Linked DNA regions of Mus musculus: region 1 is linked to region 2. A link is a contact called in public Hi-C data. All regions are on one chromosome and are shown on one strand. The core of a region is the stretch at or near the end of the contact, and the rest is flanking DNA. Distances in the headings are between cores, read along the strand shown. Region 1 overlaps Peak1 (pseudopodium-enriched atypical kinase 1). Region 2 holds the start of Pstpip1 (proline-serine-threonine phosphatase-interacting protein 1).

The links. Hi-C and Micro-C count contacts between places; a contact is called where the count stands out from the background.
Region 1: a Hi-C map of CD8 T cells shows a contact between it and region 2, with 2.2 times the contacts expected there. The contact joins the enhancer-like site here to the promoter of Pstpip1 in region 2. A contact is called at or near these places in 4 of 39 promoter capture datasets (the 3T3-L1 cell line, cranial neural crest, macrophages and 1 more), 1 of 15 datasets of contacts at CTCF or cohesin (CD8 T cells), 11 of 484 Hi-C or Micro-C datasets (the Ba/F3 cell line, CD4 T cells, CD8 T cells and 6 more), 1 of 115 datasets of contacts at active chromatin or transcription factors (bone marrow-derived macrophages) and 2 of 9 other capture datasets (adipose tissue and macrophages).

The regions. Positions count from the first base shown.
Region 1 is chr9:56,204,946-56,210,983 of GRCm38.p6, forward strand. It overlaps Peak1 (pseudopodium-enriched atypical kinase 1), which reads right to left. Exons shown (of 7, transcript NM_172924.3): 7 at 1-2,666. The coding sequence ends at 1,503. Among named protein-coding and RNA genes, the nearest start is that of Peak1os, 33 kb to the right of the region's middle. Within about 2 kb of position 2,321, at least 71 of the 459 cell types and tissues checked have an H3K27ac peak or open chromatin away from gene starts, as enhancers often do. A contact at or near this core is called in CD8 T cells, ECoMG-derived neutrophils, adipose tissue and 2 more, where this site is marked.
Region 2 is chr9:56,088,518-56,094,310 of GRCm38.p6, forward strand. Pstpip1 (proline-serine-threonine phosphatase-interacting protein 1) reads left to right here and starts at 1,459. Exons shown (of 15, transcript NM_011193.3): 1 at 1,459-1,927. The coding sequence starts at 1,892.

The DNA of each region.
Region 1 (6,038 bases), core at 1,071-3,570, 120 kb after region 2:
CACGCATACTCACTTACCATTCAAGTGACTCTTGGGATTTCAAGGGTGAAGTAAACAGAGACTCACAGTTTTGAATAAAACAAGCACATGAGTGTACATACACACAGGTGGAAAGGACACTCGCCTCTTAGCGCAAATATGTGCCAAGGGAAGACAGAAAGGCTTCTGCAGTTCTCACTCATGGAAAGTTGCAACATAAACACTGTAATATACAGCTTAAAAATACATACAAAAATTGCACATAATTCACGGGAGAGCCCGGGCTCCACGGGGAACAACTCTCAGTCACCCACTGCAGCCATCAGCCTTCCTGTGAGCCGAGCTCCAGACCCACTGCAGAGTCTTAGGAGCAACGTGCCACTCACTCTGGGAGGCAGTCTTTCTGGAAGAGGCTCGCACTCCGAGGAACAGGTCAGCCATCTTCGTGACCTTTCCCATTCCCCTTGTCTTCCGGCCATTCCAATAGCCAGCTTCGGGTAGCTTTCTAAGGTGATGGTGACGCTAAACGGATAACCATCTCACTCAGGGCTGTTGCCGACAGCATTTGGCAGACTAGTTAATACCGGCTTACTGACGGAAGGAAGCTGGCCAATTACTGCTTGTGGGGGAAGAAACTCTGACTCAGACAGACACCACCAGGCCTGGCTGCCATGCGGGTAGGTCTGACAGGAATCAAAGAACAGTACTTGAAAGTCTGTTCCCTGAGGGCCCCTGGAGAATTGCACACATAAGGACATTATTTCTTCATATCCTGCCAACTATTCATAATCTCTGGACTATATTTCATCCTGCTGAGGCATCGGTGATACCACCTTTGGTCAGCTTTGTAATGGGCCACCACAAGAAGTGAATGATAAACCCAAACTTCAGCAGGCGGGACAGGGTGAAGGTGAAGGACAGTGAAGCAGTGGCAGCAGGGTTGCGGCTGCCGGGTGGCTCTCTATGTAGGGTCCCCTCCTTTCACTGTATGCCAGAGCAAAGGCTAGTCCCCAGTGACTACAACGGAGCCAAGAAGGATAATGGGATGTCCTCTAGGGAAAGAGGTGGTCACTTCAAGGGAGAGGAATCTGCTGTGAGAGCATTAGTGGGTGACAGCTGAGGTTGGTGATGTGTGTACTGCTAGCTAGTTAATGCAGGCGAGCTTCAGAGTTATGGAAGAGGTGTATGCAGCTTGGTGAGATCATTCCATGGGAGCTGCTCCTTCATGGCTGTGCATTTTTCACTTTTTACCCCACATTTGTGAGACTATTGGGATGACAAATGCTCCAAGGGAAGGTGACTGCATGTTTGTGCAGCTGAACTGCTGTACAGTAAAGAAACACTCAGCCATTCACTGTAGAAAGCTGTAGGTGACCTTGCTGAATGGAGCCCATGTCCCTGGACAAGGGTGGCAGTTGGCTTCTTTCCTTTCCTTAAATTCTGAGTGGATACCAGGACAGGGACATGAGGGTAACATGAGGAAGGTGGAGATATTTAACAATAAAAGCAATGCCCGGGCCATATTAACGGTATTGCAGGATTTTTACAATATAGCTCAGGGAGTCTGTAGTGGCAAAGGCCAGATACTGAGCACAAAGCCAGTCCTCCAGGCTGATGCCCCCCTCTCTGTCCAGGGACTTCTCCGCGAACTTGATCATCAGCAGGGTTCGCTTGATGTCTAACCAGTTTTGGAGCAGAGCGTTCTTCTGTGCGAGGGTTGCAGAGGTGGTGAAGATTTGAAAGAGATCTTCTCGGGGGCCCCAGAGCAGACATTGGAGGATGCCTTTGGCGTCAGAAATGAGGATGCGCTCAGAAGGGTTGGGATTCAGGAGGCAGCTAGCAAGCTGCTGTAGACCCCAGGAGTACGGGGAGCGGAGAGGGATCCGAGGCAGATCTGTGCGCGTGTACTCCTTCTCCTTCAGCTCCGGGTTCTCGTCAAAAGGGTTGGGCAGGTGCAGCATCTCATAGATGAGAATGCCCGTCTGGAATTCATCACACTTCTTATACTGGGTGGCCGTGATGATCTCTGGGGCAAGGCGGGACTGGTCTCGGAGGATCTGGGGGTCCACCAGGTGGCTCTTCTGCTTGGCCTGAGAGAAGTTACTCACAATGAGCCTTGTAGGACAAGCTAAGGTGGGGCAAGGGTCTGCAGGAGAAGGGCCCTGGGCAGCTCCCCCAGGTTGGTGCTGGACAAGCAGCAAGTTCTCCAGGCGAAGATCGCAGTGCGTGACGTGGTAGGGCTTGAGGTGCTCAAGCCCAGAGCACAGCTGTAAGAGCAGCAGACACACTTGCCTCTCATACAAGTCAGGGCTGTTCCCATGATGGGCCAAAGAATCTCGCACGAAGTCGGCCACAGTGAGATGGGGAACCTCCCTGGTGATGACCACAACGTGGCTTCTTTGTTTCCTGTTTGTGACTCGTTGGTTCTCTTTCTGGGATGGCTCTGTTTCAGAGCAGGGCTCAGGATTTCCCCCCAAAGTTTCTGCCTTCCCCTCTTCTTCGCTGTCTTCAGTGCCATCCTCTGCCTTTTCAGGAGCATCAGGATCCTCCCAGGGAAGCAGACGACTAGGGACTTCAGCAAGGAAATGGCCACAATCCTGCTGGATGTTAAAATGCACAGGCAGACTCTGCCGGACAGCCAGGCTATGGTAATACTGCTGAGACTCCTTAGCTTTGCTCTTGCAGATCTGAAAGAGAGCAGGAGGCACACTTAGACTTCCCATAAGCAGACACACGAGGTGCAGAGGATGATTAACTGCAAGGTGACTCATTAGGAACACAGTAAGTCTTCAGAAAGGGTCTGGGCAGCCAGCCTATAAGTGACTACCGTTTCTCATGGACCCACATTCAAGGCTACGCTCAGTGCCTTATGTGCACCACCTCTAGTCTGCACTCAGTGCCTTATGTGCACCACCTCTAGTCTGCACTCAGTGCCTTATGCGCACCACCTCCAGCTTTCATACAAGCCCCTTAGACTGTGGGCTCCAACTAACGGAGCTGGAAAAGTGGATGTACGCATGCTGAAGAATGGAACTTGACCCCTAAGCTCTCATCAGTTACAAAATCAACTCAAGATGAATTAAAGATTTACCCTCAAACTATGAAGTTATAAAACCAGGAGAAACAGGGAAAAGACTGTAGGATGTTGGATCAGGAAAGAAATTTGTGTACAAGACTCTAAAAGGATAAGTAATAAAAGCATAAATAGACATTAGAGACTATACCAAACTAAAAAACTTCTGTATCACAAAGAAAACAGACTGAAAACATAACAATGGGAGATATAATTGAAACTACATATCTGATAAGGGGCTATTCAGAATGTATTAGGAATTCTAAATAACTGGGCAGTGGTGGCACATGCCTTTAATCCCAGCACTTGGGAGGCAGGCGAATTTCTGAGTTCAAGGTCAGCCTGGTTTACAGAGTGAGTTCCTGGACAGCCAGGGATACATAGAGAAATCCTGTCTTGAAAAAAACAAACAAAACAAAAATCAAAATAAAAAAATACTAACCAACAACCAAAAACAACAACAAAAATCACTAAAACTCAAACAATTCAATTAAAAGTAATTAGCACAAGGCATACAATGGGACACACACACACATACACCCCCCCCCCCACACACACACAGACATACACTCATACACACACACACACGAACACACACACGCACACCAGAGAAAGGCAAAGCAAACCATATCCCTCACTTCCACTAGAACGGATGTTCCTGGGCTGGAGAGGTTGCTCAGCAGTTAGGAATACTAGCTTTTGTTGTGCAGGACCTGAGTTCAGTTCCCAGCACACATGCCATGAAGGTCACAAGCACATGTAACTCCAGTTCCAGGAGGACCAGCTGCCTCTGGGCTCTGAGGGTGCTTGCACTCAGATAGACACACCTCACCTCCCCATATACATAATTAAAAAGTAGCAAAAACAAATCATAGAAAAAAAAGCAAGGCTGTCACCGAAAGAAAAAAAAAAGCGCTGGTGAAAAGTGTGGAGAAACAGAACCTCGTGGTGCACACTGCTGGTGAGAACAGGAAGGAGAACAGTCAGAGAGGAGCCTCAAAGAGTGAGAAACAGAGCCACCACGTGACCTCACACATTCACTGCGTAGTCACGGGAACGGAAGCAGCACTGTTGAAGGAACATCAGTATTCTACCGTTTACTACTGATAGGCAAGAAATGGAAATGATATTAACTACTGACTGGATAAATAAACTATGGTACATATACATAAAAATAACAACAGTCTGTGTTTTGTGATGACAAGGATGGAGGTGGAGATGATTTGCTAAAGTGAAATAAACCAGGCTCATACAAACAACAGTGTGATCTCAGTCAGATGTGGATCCCTAAGAATGGTCTCATAGAAGCTGGACGGAGCTAGTGGTTTTCAAAGGCTGGGGAGAGGCTGGGGATGGCTGAGCAGCAGGTGTAAACAATAGGTTGGAGGCATGAATTCAGATGCTTGTACAATATTATGATTATAGATAATACACTATTTAATTTCAAAGAGCTAGAAGGAAGGATTTTGAATGTTTTAGTACCAAGAAGACTGCATGTCCAGTTTATGTTTTTCCAAATAAGAAAGGATAAGTAAGCGTCCAGATAAATATTAGCAGTTTGCAGAGTTGAGTGTGTTGCAATGCCAAAGCTGGTTCTGCTCTATCTTTTGTATACCTAGAAGACAACACAACTAGCATAATAAATGTTCTCTTACATTCTGTAGGAATTTCTAAGCCTGGCGCTCTTTCTCATCCCGTCCCCTGTGGGGCAATGGGTTATGCACAGACAGTCTGGTCTCCAGTTGAGCTGAGGTGTGGAACCCTGGTGAAACCCAGTGGTGATAGTTCACCTACATGGGATGGAAGGCGGTCCCTCATGTCTCCTGGAATTCCCTGGCTCCTGTCGAAGTTACCGTCCCCACAGCCCCCACAGGAGAAGCTGTGGCTTTTAGTCACGTACACAATGTCCCAAGCTTCTGACCTTCACGCTAGACTTCTCCCAGTTACCTAGCAACAACAAGATACCGTCCCACCATAAGAGGGGCTGCTTGGCCCCACCTCACTCTCTCCTTTTACTCCCTTTCCTCACTCTCTTACACTCTCTCCTCCCACTCTCTCTCTTTAACCTCTTACCCTAGACTTTCTTCTCTCTCTCTCCTTTCCCCCTTCTTTCCTCTTGGCCATGGCTGGTCTCTCTCTTTTACCTTCTCTCCTTCCCCCTACCTTTCTACAATAAAGTTCTAAAACCACAGACTCTCTGTTCATCAAGGCCTGCTGTGCTTGGATGGTGGGATAGGCTTTCTTCCTAATGAGCCGTTTCTAATCTCCCGATGGAAGGCCTACCTGTGCTCCAGCCATGGACCGGACAGGATTCTTTCCTTCTGCCCTCTCTCCCGTATCCCCGGGGCTGAGCAGGTGTCACCCTAGGGCCCCTGGTATCAGGGGCTGGCCCTTGTCCACCCCCCACCAAGTGGGGTCAGTGGCTTAGATGCCCACCTGGGACCGAGTGGAAAGCATGTGGCATCTTCCCAAGTCCATCTGCCCAGAGCACAGGAGGAACTCTGGCCAGATGCGGGCTATCTCATCCTCCCCGTCTTTCCCCTATACCCCCCACATCCTACAGACCCCTGTGCCCCTTTCTGTTTTATTAGGGATTGAAGCCAGGGTCTTGTTAGGCCATCTCCATTAAGAATGCTCACTTTTAACTGGCTCCTTATACCAACATCAGGCACTAAGATCTTCCAGAAGGAAGTCTATGCAAAGCAGGCGTGACTCAAGGAGAAAGCTTTGATCTCAAGGGGACATGAAAGTCGTACACACGTGAGATCACCCCAGAGGGGTCTGGAGGTTCAGAGAGTGCAGATGCAGTTTACCCCTAGTTCACAGACCAGCACGGCCTACTCAGCAGGGACACCACACCCCTCAGGTACCATAGACTCCAGGAATATATGCTCTTGGGGGTTTGGATGCTGCCTGTTTGCTACAGTGATATGGAAAAGAGCAAGTTTTTTTAAAAAATTATTTTATTCATTTTACTTAAAAAGAA
Region 2 (5,793 bases), core at 209-2,708:
ATCTCCCAAGAGGCTGACGAACAGGACTTTGGAGAAGACAACTTGGGTTTTCCCTTTCTTCTTTTGATGTGGCTGCATCTGGAGGTGTAGACTCTGGGGGTGGGGTGGGGGCTGGACTCACCCAGCAGACTGAAGGGAAGAGATTCCTGGAGAGGTCAGCAGGGACCCCAGCTTGGGCTTTTCCTGTCAGTTAAAACAAGGCTCCTGGTAACAAAGGACTCTGGTCTGCTTTCTGATTTCAAGGTTTCATCCCATTTTACAGATGGAGATGTTGAGTTGGCCAATCTGTAACAATAAAAGTAGCTTCAGCAGAGGGCCTGTAGGGTTAAGGTAACTTACACCACGTGGTTATGAGTGACTGGTGTTCTTCTAAAGGATCAGAGTTCGATTCCTAGCACCTACATTAGGCAGCTCCAAAGGATTGGATGCCCTCCTCTAGCCTCTACAGGCATCTGTACATACCTAGCACACACACATATCACGCAAATAAAAATTAGAAATGAATCTCTTTTTAAAAGATGCTCATTAGCTCAAGCCCCGGGATTCTAGAGAGAAGGGCTTCCAGCAGCAGGCCTGCTGTGCTTCTTCTTGGGGGTGTTTAGGGAAGCCTGGGTGTGCCTCTCTTTAAGCCCTGGCACGTGTAACCCACACTTGGGAACTCAGCTGTCTGATCAACCCAGTTGGTCCTAAGGTAAGCCTCGGTAAGGGTGGTGATTTGTGGACAGTCTCTGACTCATTCTTTTCACCAGCCCACCCCGGGCTCAGGACTCCAGAGGCCTCTTCTGCTGAGTGGGCAAACCCTGTCTGGAAAGGGTTCCCCAGGACCTGCTTGCCCTACAAAGAGAAATTCCAGAGGCATTCTTGATACGAAACACTTTCCCAGAGACTGGAAGTGACAGATGGGGAGGCTGAGGCTCTGAGTTAGGTCAATCAAGGTCCGTCCACTAGTGAAGGGCAGAATCCAAACTAAACAAAAGCTGAGCCTGAGTCTCCAGACTCCTGTCTCCCTCTATCACAGTTATGAACTGAAGATGGAATGGGTGAAGATTTGCACGGGGTCAAGGACCCGTGCCTCATCACACTGAGGTCCCTTAGCTAGTTACCTTCTCAAAACAAGTCTCCACTCTCATAGCCCCGGGACCAGGACCGCAATTGAGTCCGCCCCGTGCTGTGAGCAACTTGAGGGTAGGACCTAGTCTAGGGCATGAACTGCTAAAGTTGGAATGAATGGTGGACGTCCTTTTCCGGGGTGAGACCCTAAGAACCTAACCTCTTGGGGCCGGCGAGAGTAACAGTCATGAGATTCCTAACTTGTTAGTTCTAAAGCTAAACTGGGCCAGGACTTGAGCAGGCAGCAGGGTGGCAGGTGGCAGGCGGGGCTGGGGCTGTGCAGGAGAAACTCAGCAGCTCAACTTCCTGTGGGTTAGAGCCCTGCGCCTGCCCTGGGGGAGGTTGCACAAACCTTCCTGTGCCGGCCTCAGGCTGCCTGCCTGCCTGCCTGGCCTGTGCACATCCTTCCTCTCTCCCAGCCTCTGCCTGCCACCTGGGCTGCCTGCCCTGGGCCTCAGCCTGCGTCCTCCTCCATCAGTGGGGCTGGCGAGAGCCTAGGCTGGAAATCGTGGCCCACCCTTCCATCACTGGGCAGGGCTCCTTCCTCATTTCGCTGCTGATTCTAGCCCCAAACAAAACAGGTTGAGCCTTTTTCCTCCTCCGGCAGTTGCCTCTGGCTTGTGGCTGCCTTCTGAGCGTTTCAGACGGCGCCGGCTGGGAGTGGGAGGGAGGGCCTGGGCTAGCCGCGCTGGGACTGGGACGTGCTCCTGGCTCCTGGCCCATGTTCAGCCCTGCTTGAAGCAGGAGTGCTAGCATTTGACACAACAGACGCCCTTGGAGGATGATGGCCCAGCTGCAGTTCCGAGATGCCTTCTGGGTGAGTGGAGTCGACTGGGGGCGGTGAGCTTGCCGAACAGGTCCAGCCAGGCAGGAATCACCTTGGAGACTGACATAGGGGTACAGTTTCCCCATAAAAATTGTGCCTTGACTTTGGTCTTAATTATCATGGAGGTGGCCTGGGCCACAGTCTCTACTGACATGAAAGGCAAAAGAGGGGCCCTGGCTAAGATAATGAATTTCTCTCACAGACATCACCCCCACAGCCAGAGGGATGGCCTCAGGCTGTTTCTCCTCAGGGGCATGCTGCCCCAGCGGCAGAGCTCACCAGGACAGCCTAATGGAGGATTTGAGGAGGATACATAGGGAGGAGTGTACAAGGGAGAAGTCAGCAGCCCAGACACCAGACCAACTTTAGTTTGGTTCGGGTCTCAGCTTTGTAAGGGCTGGGTCGGTTGCTGTTTCTCTCTGGGCCTCAGTTTCTACATCTGTATAATGGAGATAAGTACAGATATTTGACAACTGAAGGTGATCCAATGCAGTAAAGCCCTGGTGCCTTGCCAGAGTTAAAACTCTTTCACCCAGTCTCTGATCTCTGCATACCTCAGGTTCATGAACAAGGCAGCTGGGCTAGGCAACTTCCTGCCTGCTGTTTCAAATTCAGGGCAGGTGTAAAACAAATCTTTTTGCCGGTGAGATGAGGAAACCTAGCCAGGAGGGCAGTAGAGGCCACAGCGCTTGCCCAGCTCTCCTGCTTTTCCACTTTTCCCTCAGCTTCCCCTAGTCTCCTCCACCCCTGACTGTCCCTTGGAGACACAAGGCTGAGACCTTTTGGTTAAAGCTGGGGATGTCTTTCTCCTGAGGATAACTCTCCAACACCACAGGGGACTCTCAGGACCTTTTACTCACCCAGGGCCCACTCCTAAGGTCAAAGCCAGGAGGATGAGGGTTAGTAAGCCACCTTCCTTCCTCTCTGCCAGCTTTGCTTGGGGTCTGTGCTAAAGTATGAGTGGCCTTCCTCCCTTGAAACTGACTTCACAGAGGACAGAGGGCCTTGCCTGGAGAGGGCACCTTGTACCTGTCTGGGCCTCAGTTTTCCTGTGTTTACAGAGAAGAGTGTAGGACCAGTCCAGAGCTGCAGATGAAAGCAGCTGCTTTGGCCATCTCATTCACCGGGGTGCTCATTGCTCAAGGTGAATCCAATCGCTGCTCTGACTTAGAAACCTGCAACCCAGGAAGGCCAGAAACCCTGGTCCATTTTATCCCTAGTGTCTCAATCCCAATCCCAAATGTCTGGCCTCAACTTCCCCAGATCAAAGCCAAGAAAAGCAGCAGCCCAGTGGCAGGGACCAGGCAAAAGGATGACATATAAGACATCAGGGCGTGGTGGCAGCAGTAGGACCCAGCTTCCCCGGGGCTGCTTCCTAGGTAATGTCTCGCCATGCCCTGTACTGGCTACACCTCTGGACTGCTGCTGGCATCCTGGGCTTCTCTTCACAGTGGCTCCCAGGGCCTTGGTTAGGAGAAGCTTCCCAGGGAAGGCAGAGCAGAGACAAGGAGGAAGTGGACAGTGGGACCCATTCAACTGCCTTTGAATCCTGCAGCCTGGCAGTAAATAGTCTTAGGCCTAGAGCGGTGGCAAATGCCTGCAATCTCAGCTTAGGCAGAGAGAAGAGAGCCAAAGTAAGTTGAAATAAAGCAGGCCTTGTCTGCATGGTAAGAGCTTGTCTCAAGTGACAGGGAGAGGCAGTGGGTGTAGTTATGGAGAAAGGAAGAAAAGGAAAGGATATCCAGTCTTTTCTTTTTTAATGAAATTTTATTTATTTTTATTTTATGTATTTGGGTATTTTGCCTGCATGTGTCTGTGCACTGTGTGCATGCAATGCCTGTGGAGGCCAGAAGAGGGCGTCATATCCTCTAGAACTGTAGGTACAGATGGTGGTGAGCCACCACGTTATGGGAGGAATTAAACCCAGGTCCTCTGGAAGAGCAGCTAATGTTCTTAACTGTTAAGCCATCTCTCTAGCCCCAACATCTAGTTTTTAAATAGTAGAAGGAAACCTCTGAGCTGGATGGAACAGATCATTTATCTGGCAACTTTGTCTATCCTGAACACAGGTGGGAACCAGCCAGATTTCTAACATCAGTTCATAAGCAGGAGGGAAACAAAGGTGTCCTGGAACTAAAGACTCCGTTACTAAGAGCTATCCCCAGAGCTCATTCATATGCTTATAGGAGATACCCGAGAGCCGCGTGTTGTGAGCATGTGTGTGTGTAAGGATTTGTGTAAGTGTGGACATGGATGTGTGCCATGGTGTGTGTAGATCAGAGGGTGGCTCCTGGGTGAGACTCCCTTTCGCTTGTTTTGAGACAGGGTCTTCTGTTTGCTTCTGTGTGCACTTGGCTATCTATCGGCGCTTGAGTTCCCAGGAATTCTCCTGTCTCTCACTCCAGTGCTGCTTCAGGGACTCTGGGATTATAGACAGGAGCTGCACCTGATTTTATGTGGGTTCTTGGATTCAGAGTTGAGTCTTTCTACTCACATGCAAAGTGCTTTACCCGCTAGCTATCTCCCCAGTCCTACCCCAAGATTTTAACAGGCCGTGCAAAGTTTATTGACCCACAATTTGAACAAGTAGCATAGAGGACTATCCTCCCAGACAAAAAACGCCACCATCTACGAGTTCAGCAGGGGCCGTTTGCTGGACTTGCTGCTATTGGCTGTCTTTTTGCCTCACCTGAGTAGCCGGCTGACCTCCCTCCCAGCTGTCTGCAATTTTGCCCTAATTACACGTAGCCTTGCCTCAGGTTCAGGGAAGGACTAGGTGAGAGGTTCCTCCTGTGAAGCTCTGGGGGAGATTAGCATCCGTGTGTGGAGTGAGTACAGACCTCCTATGGGCTGCTTTAAGGTCATCTGTGCTCCTTCCCATAACCCCCCACTCATTGCTCAGTAAGTAAACTCAGTGGTTCCCCACCATGGTCTTAAGTGGAATCGTACATCAGTTTATCATTGGGACCATGGAGGAGAGGGTAGATCTTTATGCCTCCATCTAGGGAAGGAGTTTTAGCAACAAGTGTGTCCATGGGGTCCTGTAGATACAGCCATTCGTAGGGGCCTGTCTGGGGCTATAGATATAAATGTTGATGAACTGGACCTAATAGAGGCATTCTCCCCGGATAGCTAAGGAGACAAAGAAGTTATAGAAAACAGATATGATAGGCTGGACATGATGGTACCCACCTTTAATCCAGAATTTCAAAGGTGGAGGCAGGAGAATAGTAAGTTTAGGACAGCCTGGGCTACAAAGGAAGCTATAGACTAGCCAGAAATGTATAGCAAGGCCCTGTCTCAAGTCCTTTCTCCCAGCAAAAGCAGATAAGATGACTTAGAAGTAGTGGGACGTTGAGCACGGGACTAGCTGTAGTCCTGTCCCTTTTTAGCCTTGTATTGAAGTCTGTCCGTACAGCTACACAGTGTGGATGGCCTGATTCTGGCTGTGCAGAACATTTCCAAGGCTGGCTGTCATGGGAGTGAGTTTGGGTGGCTGGCCACAGTGGATAGAAAGGAAGAGTTTGTTTCCGTGACACAGACATTGACAAGGAGCATTGTAGATTTGCTGGTAATTTGTGGCTAGGCTGAAGAGCAGGACCTGTTATGTGAGACCAGTCTGAGGCTGAGAATAGCAGGCTTCCCCCGCTGAGAACCTGCTTAGTGCTGGGTCACAAGTTATAAGAAAGCCCAGGCCACCACAGCCCCAGATGCCAGTGGCCTCGAATGGCCCATGGTCCATTTGTCTTCCTGACCTCATTTCCCCTTGGTTTCATATTCTTCTCTCTCTCTCTCTCTCTCTCTCTCTCTCTCTCTCTCTCTCTCTGTGTGTGTGTGTGTGTGTGTGTGTGTGTGAA